2 separate regions of the Mus musculus genome follow, and region 1 is linked to region 2. A link is a contact called in public Hi-C data. All regions are on one chromosome and are shown on one strand. Each heading gives the region's core, a stretch centred on a gene start, on an enhancer-like site or on the middle of the called end of the contact. The rest is flanking DNA. Distances are from core to core; before and after follow the strand shown.

Region 1 (3,959 bases), core at 1,203-3,702, 59 kb after region 2:
CATGTGTACCTGGTTGCCTGCAGAGGTCAGAAGAGGCCATCAGATGCCCTGCAACTGGAATTGTGTGTGACTGTGAGCCACCATGTGGGTGCTGGGAAACATGAGTCTCCTGTAAGAGCAACAAGTGTTGTTGACCACTGAGCCATCTCTCCAGTCCTAGAGTGCTTTTTTGAAGGAGGAATTAGGGGGAGATGGAGAAGGAGGAGAAGGAAGAGTGAATTACAAGGAACTTCGTGTTTCCTGCACCTTTCTACTTCTGAGAACTGCTGAAGAGTCCAGACATGTTTTATGGGAAGGCAGGGCTGAGTTTGAGGTGCAGCCCTAACTAAGGTACCTGGAGTCTGAGGCATGCTCAGTGTTCCCCTGCAAGACACTGTCCATGGAGCATGTCCTACCCCAGACAACCTACATCTTGGTCTTGCTTTCCCATACAGAACTGTCCCAATGATGCAAAAGTGATTAGATCTTCAGGAGAACACATTCATGGGCGAGGATCTTTTCCCAGGATAACAATATGATAGGCAGAACATTGAGCTTCACAATCATAATAGGGAACATTCTTAATTGCACAGAGCATCCTGCAACTTAGTGGGTCAGGGAGCAGGAGCAGTGTTGAGCAGGAAATGTGTTTAGGTGGATCAAGTGCATTTCTCCCTTTGAAAATTCCAATTAGGATTTTATCCTAGATTTTATCAGGACATGAGTCCATTTCAAATTGATGAGTATCTGAATCCTAATGGCATGCTCTTGGGGTCTTACTGTAGTGACCCTGCATCCTCAATGCAGCTATTTAACCTTGACCTAACATGGGGTCAAATGACTAGGTGCTCTGAAATGTTGGCTCAGTTATGTGCGGCTGAATGGCCAACCTTGTACAAATGACTTTCTCAGACAACTTGTAATTTTTAAGGCCATCATGAGAAGCAATGAAAGATCTAAAAGCTTGGCATGGGGTCCATTTGGTGCATGCTTTATGCTTTAAAAATGTTCATTACTTTTCTTTCTAGCATAATTCCATTTAAACCCTCAGTTTTAACAATAGAAGTCACACTTCATAGCAAGACATGTAATTTTCTTGACTTTAATAGTTTCATAATTTCATGACAATTTTTTGTCAGTGTAAAACAGTAACCCAACTGGCCCTGTAGCCATATAATGTGATTTTGAAATGATGCTAAACACTTAGTCTGTTGCATGAGAATTGCTGTATTTTGGCTCTTATGTGTGACCTTTGGGTCCCAAAGGTCCATGTGTTGAAAGCTTAATGTGTGATTTGGTGTTACAAGGATGTAAGGCAGTTTAAGAAGTAGGGCTTGGTGGGCTTAGGTCATCAGAGATTGTGAGACCCTAGTGCTCTCTCTTACCTTCTCCCCTTCCATTTCTCCCACACCCTAGCATGCTCTCCCATGATGTTCTGGCCCACCATATGGCCAGAAGCAATCAGGTCAACTGACCATGGACTGGAACTTCTGAAACTGTAAGCCAACATGAACCTTTCCTCTTTTATAGTTGATGATCCTAGTTATCAGTTAGTGCAAGAGCACCTACTAACTGACTGCCAAGTAAAAGGAGCAGAACTCTGCCCTGAGATTATGAGATGTCATACCTTAGTGGAAACATACAGGAGTTATTGCCCTCAACTGTAGGACTCCCAAACACATATAAACCCAAGATACTGAGAGACGTTGGGAACTGAGGCTGTTCTCGGCCAACTGCAGCTTGTCATTGAAACGTTGTTCCTTCTGCATTGTACACGTAGTGAGGGACCTTGCCTGCCCTCAAGAACCTCTGCTATTTCTTCCAGAGGCCCTGCTAAAAAGGCACACCTAAGCATCTAGTGGAATGCACATGTGCGGTCTCCTGCTAAATGGACAGCTGGACTCTAATAATTCAATCCAAATGAAGCTGGCATCACTCTGTGGCTAGCAACCTGGCTCGCTCTGACATTTGTTCTCATTATTCTTTATAAGTACTGTGAAAAGGACAAAAAGACAATCTCCCTGTACAGCAGTAAACCATGTAATGTATAGAAACCATGTTTTATATTTTGGTCTTATTTTAACATGAGATATGCTAGGCAAATAAATCTTATTAAAATGTAATAGATTTCTTGGATAGGAACCGAACTGAGACTCAAAATGGGACTTCTAGGACAACAACCCTTAAATGGCCACCTTCATCTCATCTTAACCCTTTCTTATAAAGGAATTAAAGCTTACTAGCCCTTTGATTAAAAATCTTTTATGTGTCTGTCTTTGCAGGCTGTATGTACAGAGGCTTTGGAGGATGGAGCCCACAGTTCGAGTGCAAATGCTGAAGAGGTTACCTACTTCAAGACCACATTGTTTTTAAAAATAAAAGCTAAACCCTGTAATTAGAAACTTAGAGCTGTGACTAAGTCTCTCAAAACAACCAAGGAACCACAGGAATGTGTCTGTGAAACTTGCCCATCAAGTGGTTCATGCCATTGTCAGACCCACACCCAGCAATGTCCACTGCCCTAAAAGGTCTGGCTGTCTGTGAGAGTAGGAACCGGGGGCTTACCTGGATCTTCTCTGGGAAATAAAGCAGCTAAGTTAGCTGAGAGGCTGCGCTCTCAACTCTGCTTCTAGCCCATGATAGCAGTGACTTCAACCTGGCCAGATTAACACCATCAAGATGGGCTGACAGATGAATGGGGCCTCACAGGTCCTCTTCCCTCAGAGTTGTTCTTACACATTTTCCAGCATACCTTTTAAGATGATCAATGTGTTCCAACTAAACATCCCAGCTTCCAGATTCTGTCTGGACCCATATTTCCTCTTCATGAAGGCGGATCTCTCACGTTTTCCTTTACTCTCTCCCCCCCTTTTTTAAATTATTTTATTTCTTTACATTCCAGCCATTGACCCCCTCCTAGTCCCCCCTCCCACAGTTCCTCATCCCATCGCTCCTCCCCCTTGCCTCTGAGAGGGTGCTCCCTACCACCAGGCATCCCCCTTCCCTGGGGCCTTAAGTCTCTCGAGGATTAGACACATTCTTCTCCCACGAGGCCAGACCAGGCAGTCCTCTGCTATATATGTGCTGGAGGCCTCTGACCAGCCTGGGTGTGCTGCTTGGTTGGTGGCTCAGTCTCTGGGGGGGGGGGGGGGGGTTCGGGAGGGAGATCCAGGTTAGCTTAGACTGATGGTTTTCCTATGGGGTTGCTCTCCCCTTCAGCTTCTTCAATCCTTCCCCTAATTCAACCACAGTAGTCTCCGATTTCAATCCAATGGTTGGGTATAAGCGTCTGCATCTGTCTCAGTCAGCTGCTTCCAGGGCCTCTCAGAGGACAGCCATGCTAGGCTCCTGTCTGTAAGCACATAAGTAATAGTGTCAGGCCTTGGGGCCTACCCCATGGGATGGATCCCAAGTTGAGCTGGTCACTGGGCTGCCTTTCCTTTAGTCTCTCTTTTCTGTTTTATCCCTGCAGTTCTTTTAGTCAGGAACAATCCTGGGCTAGCAATTTTGACTGTGGGCTGGTAACCCCATCCCTCCACTTGATGACTTGTCTATACTGAAGGTGAACTCTTCAAGTTGCCTCTCCCCATTGTTGGGTATTTTGGCTAAGGTCACCCCCATTGAGTCCTGAGAGTCTCTTACCTTCCAGGTCACTAATACTTTCCAGAGGATCTCCCACCCCGACCTCCCCACCCCACCCATGGGGTTGCATATTTCTATTCATTCTCCTTGCCCTCTGGGCTTCTCTCCTTTCCCCCCGCCCCAATACCTAGGCAATCCTGTTCCCCCTTTCCCTTCCCTCTTTTATCTCCCACTCAGGTCCCTCCCTCCTTCTGCCTCCTGTGATTATTTTGTTTCCCCTTCTAAGTGGGATTGAAGCATCCACACTTGGACCTTCCTGCTTATTAAACTTCTCATTTAAATATATGCTTAAGATGACTCCATTTTGGAATGTTCAGCTTTTCATATGAGAAGTGAAA
Region 2 (4,226 bases), core at 217-2,716:
TGCTGGTAAACTTGAGTGTACAATAGGGTTTCACAAAGCTGAAAACCAGAGGGAGCAACATGGAGAATAAGCAAGCTAAGAAGCTATGACAAAATCAAAACTGGTCCGGTAGATGCTGTGTAGGAAAACAAACAAAACAACCAAAAACCAGAACAACATCTGAGTAATGAATGCTATTAGTTCCTCCAGTAAGGTAAAGACTTGTACTTTACATCTTCTTGAAGATGTAGAGTCAAAGAATCCAGACCGTGAGTGCATAGAACACCCTCCTTCCAATGCTCTCAACTGCATTGCTTTGATACGGCTGAGGTTAGAAAACACAGGTCCATCCTTTTTGTCCTCACTGGGCATGATCAGAACATTTTGTTTTAGGACATCACAACTCCTAAAATGTTTTAATTCCACGTATAAGAATTTTAAGATAATTTTGAACTACAAAGCAAGCACTGATATTGAACTGTCCTTATACCCCAGACCATGGGCTGAGGTTGTAAGTCATGAATTTAAGATGGCCTCAAAGAGAAACCAAGTTTAATATAGTAAGTAGAGACCCTCTGAAACTCAGTAGCTTCCCTCTTCCAAATGGAGATCTTAAGTTTGTATCAGGCGAGGCTGTGCCATTGGACATTTGTCTCCTGTTTATCTATGCCAACTGCCTGGTCTTGGATACCAGGAATGACCTCTCTGATCTTAGCATGACTCTTCTTGCTTTACAGAGAGCTGTGAATCAACATTAGATGTTCAGGGCATCTGGAGACTGTAAAATTGCAAAATCACCAAAGTTCTTCGACTATCATCACTTTGGCATATCCAGCTCCTGAGCAAATGTGGGTATTGTGCACTCTGTTGCTTTCCAGATATTTCTCTGTATCAAAGAGCCTCATCTTTTCAACAAGCTGCAAATTAGCTTTTCAACTGAGGCCAATGATAGGCATTTGTTTGGCCTATAGCACAGGCAGCAGGGTGTGGCAAAGGGTCTGATCATTTCTCTCCTCTCACAAATGATACTAGGTCCCCCTGCCAACAATGATCCCCTTTTTGCAGGCTTCATTGCAGATAGTAGGGAGGCCACACTTCCCTCATTTACTAAATATCTCTACTATTGCCATCATCATAATCTGAAAGAATTTAAACAACGTACCGTGCTTTGCACAAAGGTGTGAGCTGCCAAAGGCTCTGGGCTGGAGGTTAGTCATCCGCACTGTCAGTTTTACTCATTGACTTTGGCAGAAACGTCCATTTCAGTGGGGAAGAATCTGCGCATCAGCTGGGACATGTGATCTCTCAGCGTCATTGCCAGTGCCAGCTCGTAGTAAATTAGGCGCCAAACTTATTAATAGTGATGAATCCATTAGAGCTGACAGGCGCCTGGCTGTGCTGCCTCAAATTAACCCATGAGTGGTCAGAAGCACTGCCGGTAAGCAAGCTCAAAGGCAGATAGAGCCTTAAGGGAGCTAATGTAAAGAACTGAAAGAGAACAGACAGACAGACATGCTTGCTTCTGACTGAGGAGCTGAGCTAAAATTAGGCATACTTATGGCTTGGCACAAAACCTTAGATTACTGTAAAAACAGGACATTAAAAAAAAAAAAAACCTTCACAACTTGGCATAATTGGACTCTCCCTTTTTGCTTGAAACACTTCTCCTTAATGGCATGAAGCATTCAAGAAGAAATGCCAGAGACCCACCCTGGGGTTGGTCCGTCTGTTGGCAGCAGGCCCACCTGAATTAAATTTGGTTTATGGAAATTATTGCAAGCACTTGAAGACTTTGAAAAGTGATTAATATATTTCAAGCCATATGCATATACTTAGAGAAGCCAAGGGGAACTCTTAAAGAGCACACAAATGAACCCCGAGATAGGGTGTGGACTGGGACAGAGAGATGCTTCCATAAGGACATGCGGACAATTTGAAAGCATCCTGATAAACATGAAGGAGCTTGAAGCCTGGCAGCTATATACAGCTTCTGTCCATAAGTGCAGTGTAATATGCTATAACCATCTTAAACAACACAGCCTTCTTTACAGGGAGTAAATCAAACTTTTAAATAGTTTTCTGGTATGTCCAATCAGGCAAAACGCAAAATTCCCTCAGAGTGGAGTTAACCAGTCATAGCATCTTTCATTTTAATGCTCCACCGCAAATTTCATATCTTCAATTCGAGCAGTATTCACTCTCAGGATAGTCAGATATTTGAAAGTTTGGAGTTTGTAAGACAGAAGTGTCATTCATAGTGAGAGATTACAGTCCTAGAAACTTGTGGTATGAACCACAGAACTAAGGAGAAACTTCAGCTCTACTAGTCAAATGTGCTGCAGCACAGCTCTGCTCCACAGTGAGCATTCCTAACAAAAGAAGATGATAGGATACAGATCGTCATGGACTTCATAGGTGCTGGTTCTGCAGAAATATGATGCATATTATTGTTTGAAAGAGCTAAGAATGACTCAATTCAAAAGAACATATCTGCCATCAATAGAGACATCTTTGAGAACACAACATAGCTGGTGTATTTCTCTTACACCTACATTGTTAAAATCTGTTGCCCCATACCTATTATCATGGTGGCCCCCAAATAAAGATAGGATTGAGTCTTTTCTACAGGGAAGGTATCTCCCTGCCTTTGTCCCTAAACTGAATGCCCTCCTGGGCAGTGTCCTCTTGGCTTCTGTTTCCATCATCTTTCTTCTCAGCATCCACTGTTTCAATGTGATGATCCAAGCCCAGCAACCCTGGAGCCGCAGTGATTTTATTTATCCCACATCCTATCCAGTACCCTAAAAAATTCGTGAAAGAATTTGCCTTAGAGAGACAGAACACCAATGCACAGTGACTGCCCAAACCTAGCTGCCTGTTACTTATGCTGAAAAAGGTCTATAGCTGATGGTTCAGTTCAAATCATGAAGATTGTAGAGAGATCCTATTTGCAGTTCCTGAGTTTCTTGTTTTCCTACCCAAATTCCATCCTATTGTATAATTACATGATTTCTACCAGGAATGAAATCTTTGTGACATAGATAAACTAAATTCCTTTTTGACATTTAAGATAATCAACATTGAATCCTTATACATTTTCCTAAGCTTAAGGTTTCTGCACAGAGGATAGTTTCACTTCCTTGACAGGCTCACATAGCTGTCTATCAACATACCAAAGATGGACTCTGTCGTGGCCCAGAGGCTGTATCTCTTCACTCATTAGCTCAAAATTTGATAGTGCCAAATTCAAATTTTTACATATCTGATTATTTTTAAATTAGCCCAAAGCAAGCATATTTTTTCACCAGTCAGAGTCTGCCTGCTTGCATGCCATACACAACCTCATTCTGACAATGTTTAAGCCACTAAAAAATATATATATCTTTGCAGTCACAAGTCTCCCAGCTGTGCTTCTTTGGGGAGCCTCCTTACCCAGGGACGCCCTACCATGAGCTATGATTTGAGTGCAGTTCAAGTTTTCCTCAGGAGCCACTAGATTTAGTCTTTAGTGTAGCACCAATGGGTGAGGTTTATTGGGAGTTACTATGATCACAGGAGTTATGCCATCCTCCGAATGATCTTCTTGCTCCATGACCCAAACTGCGGCCACTTATTCCACCATGAGTGTCACCATTTACTATTCCTGATGGACTCCTATCTTGAGCCAGAACCTATACTACACTGTTTGGAACTTGAGTCTTTAAAGCTGGGAGCTAAATAAAGCTTGTTTTCATGAGTAATATGTATCTGGTATTTTGTCACAGTTTGATGCATAGCTGAAAACTACAGCCATCTAGAGCCTTGTCGGGTTGCCCTTGCCCCTCCCAGAGGGCATGCTGAGAATGGATCCCTCCTGGCACCCCTAGGCAAAGGCTACTCAGCAAAGCTAAGCATGCACTGTAGCCTCTTAGGATCTTAGCTGTCTTCTTGGCTTTCTCCTGAGATCCGACTCAATGCAAAGAAAGCACCAGACTCTGAAATGGGAAGGAATTCAAATCCAAGAAGTCAGAATTGCACAAGTTAAAAGCTAAGAGAGCATCTTGACTACAGTTTTACAGGCAGCACTCATAACTGAAAAGATGAGTGGACAAATGTCAGAATATCTATGACTGCTGCCTTTGGCTTGGTTTTCTTTCTGTTACTGTGAAAACACTGACCAAAAAACAGCTTGGTAGGAAACGGTTTATTTGGCTTACACAGTTATCACCAAGGGAAGCCGAGGCAAGCATTCAGGCAGGACAAGAACC

The links. A called contact is a pair of places that touch in the nucleus more often than the background predicts.
Region 1: a contact with region 2 is called in a Hi-C map of embryonic fibroblasts, with 2.0 times the contacts expected there. The contact joins the enhancer-like site here to the promoter of G630018N14Rik in region 2. A contact is called at or near these places in 2 of 484 Hi-C or Micro-C datasets (embryonic fibroblasts and embryonic stem cells) and 2 of 115 datasets of contacts at active chromatin or transcription factors (embryonic stem cells and trophoblast stem cells).

Annotation. Positions count from the first base shown.
Region 1 is chr13:31,465,874-31,469,832 of GRCm38.p6, forward strand. No RefSeq gene overlaps it. Among named protein-coding and RNA genes, the nearest start is that of Gm23351, 41 kb to the left of the region's middle. Within about 2 kb of position 2,453, at least 24 of the 459 cell types and tissues checked have an H3K27ac peak or open chromatin away from gene starts, as enhancers often do. A contact at or near this core is called in embryonic fibroblasts, where this site is marked.
Region 2 is chr13:31,407,637-31,411,862 of GRCm38.p6, forward strand. G630018N14Rik (a long non-coding RNA gene) reads right to left here and starts at 1,467. Exons shown (of 10, transcript XR_003950526.1): 1 at 1,142-1,467.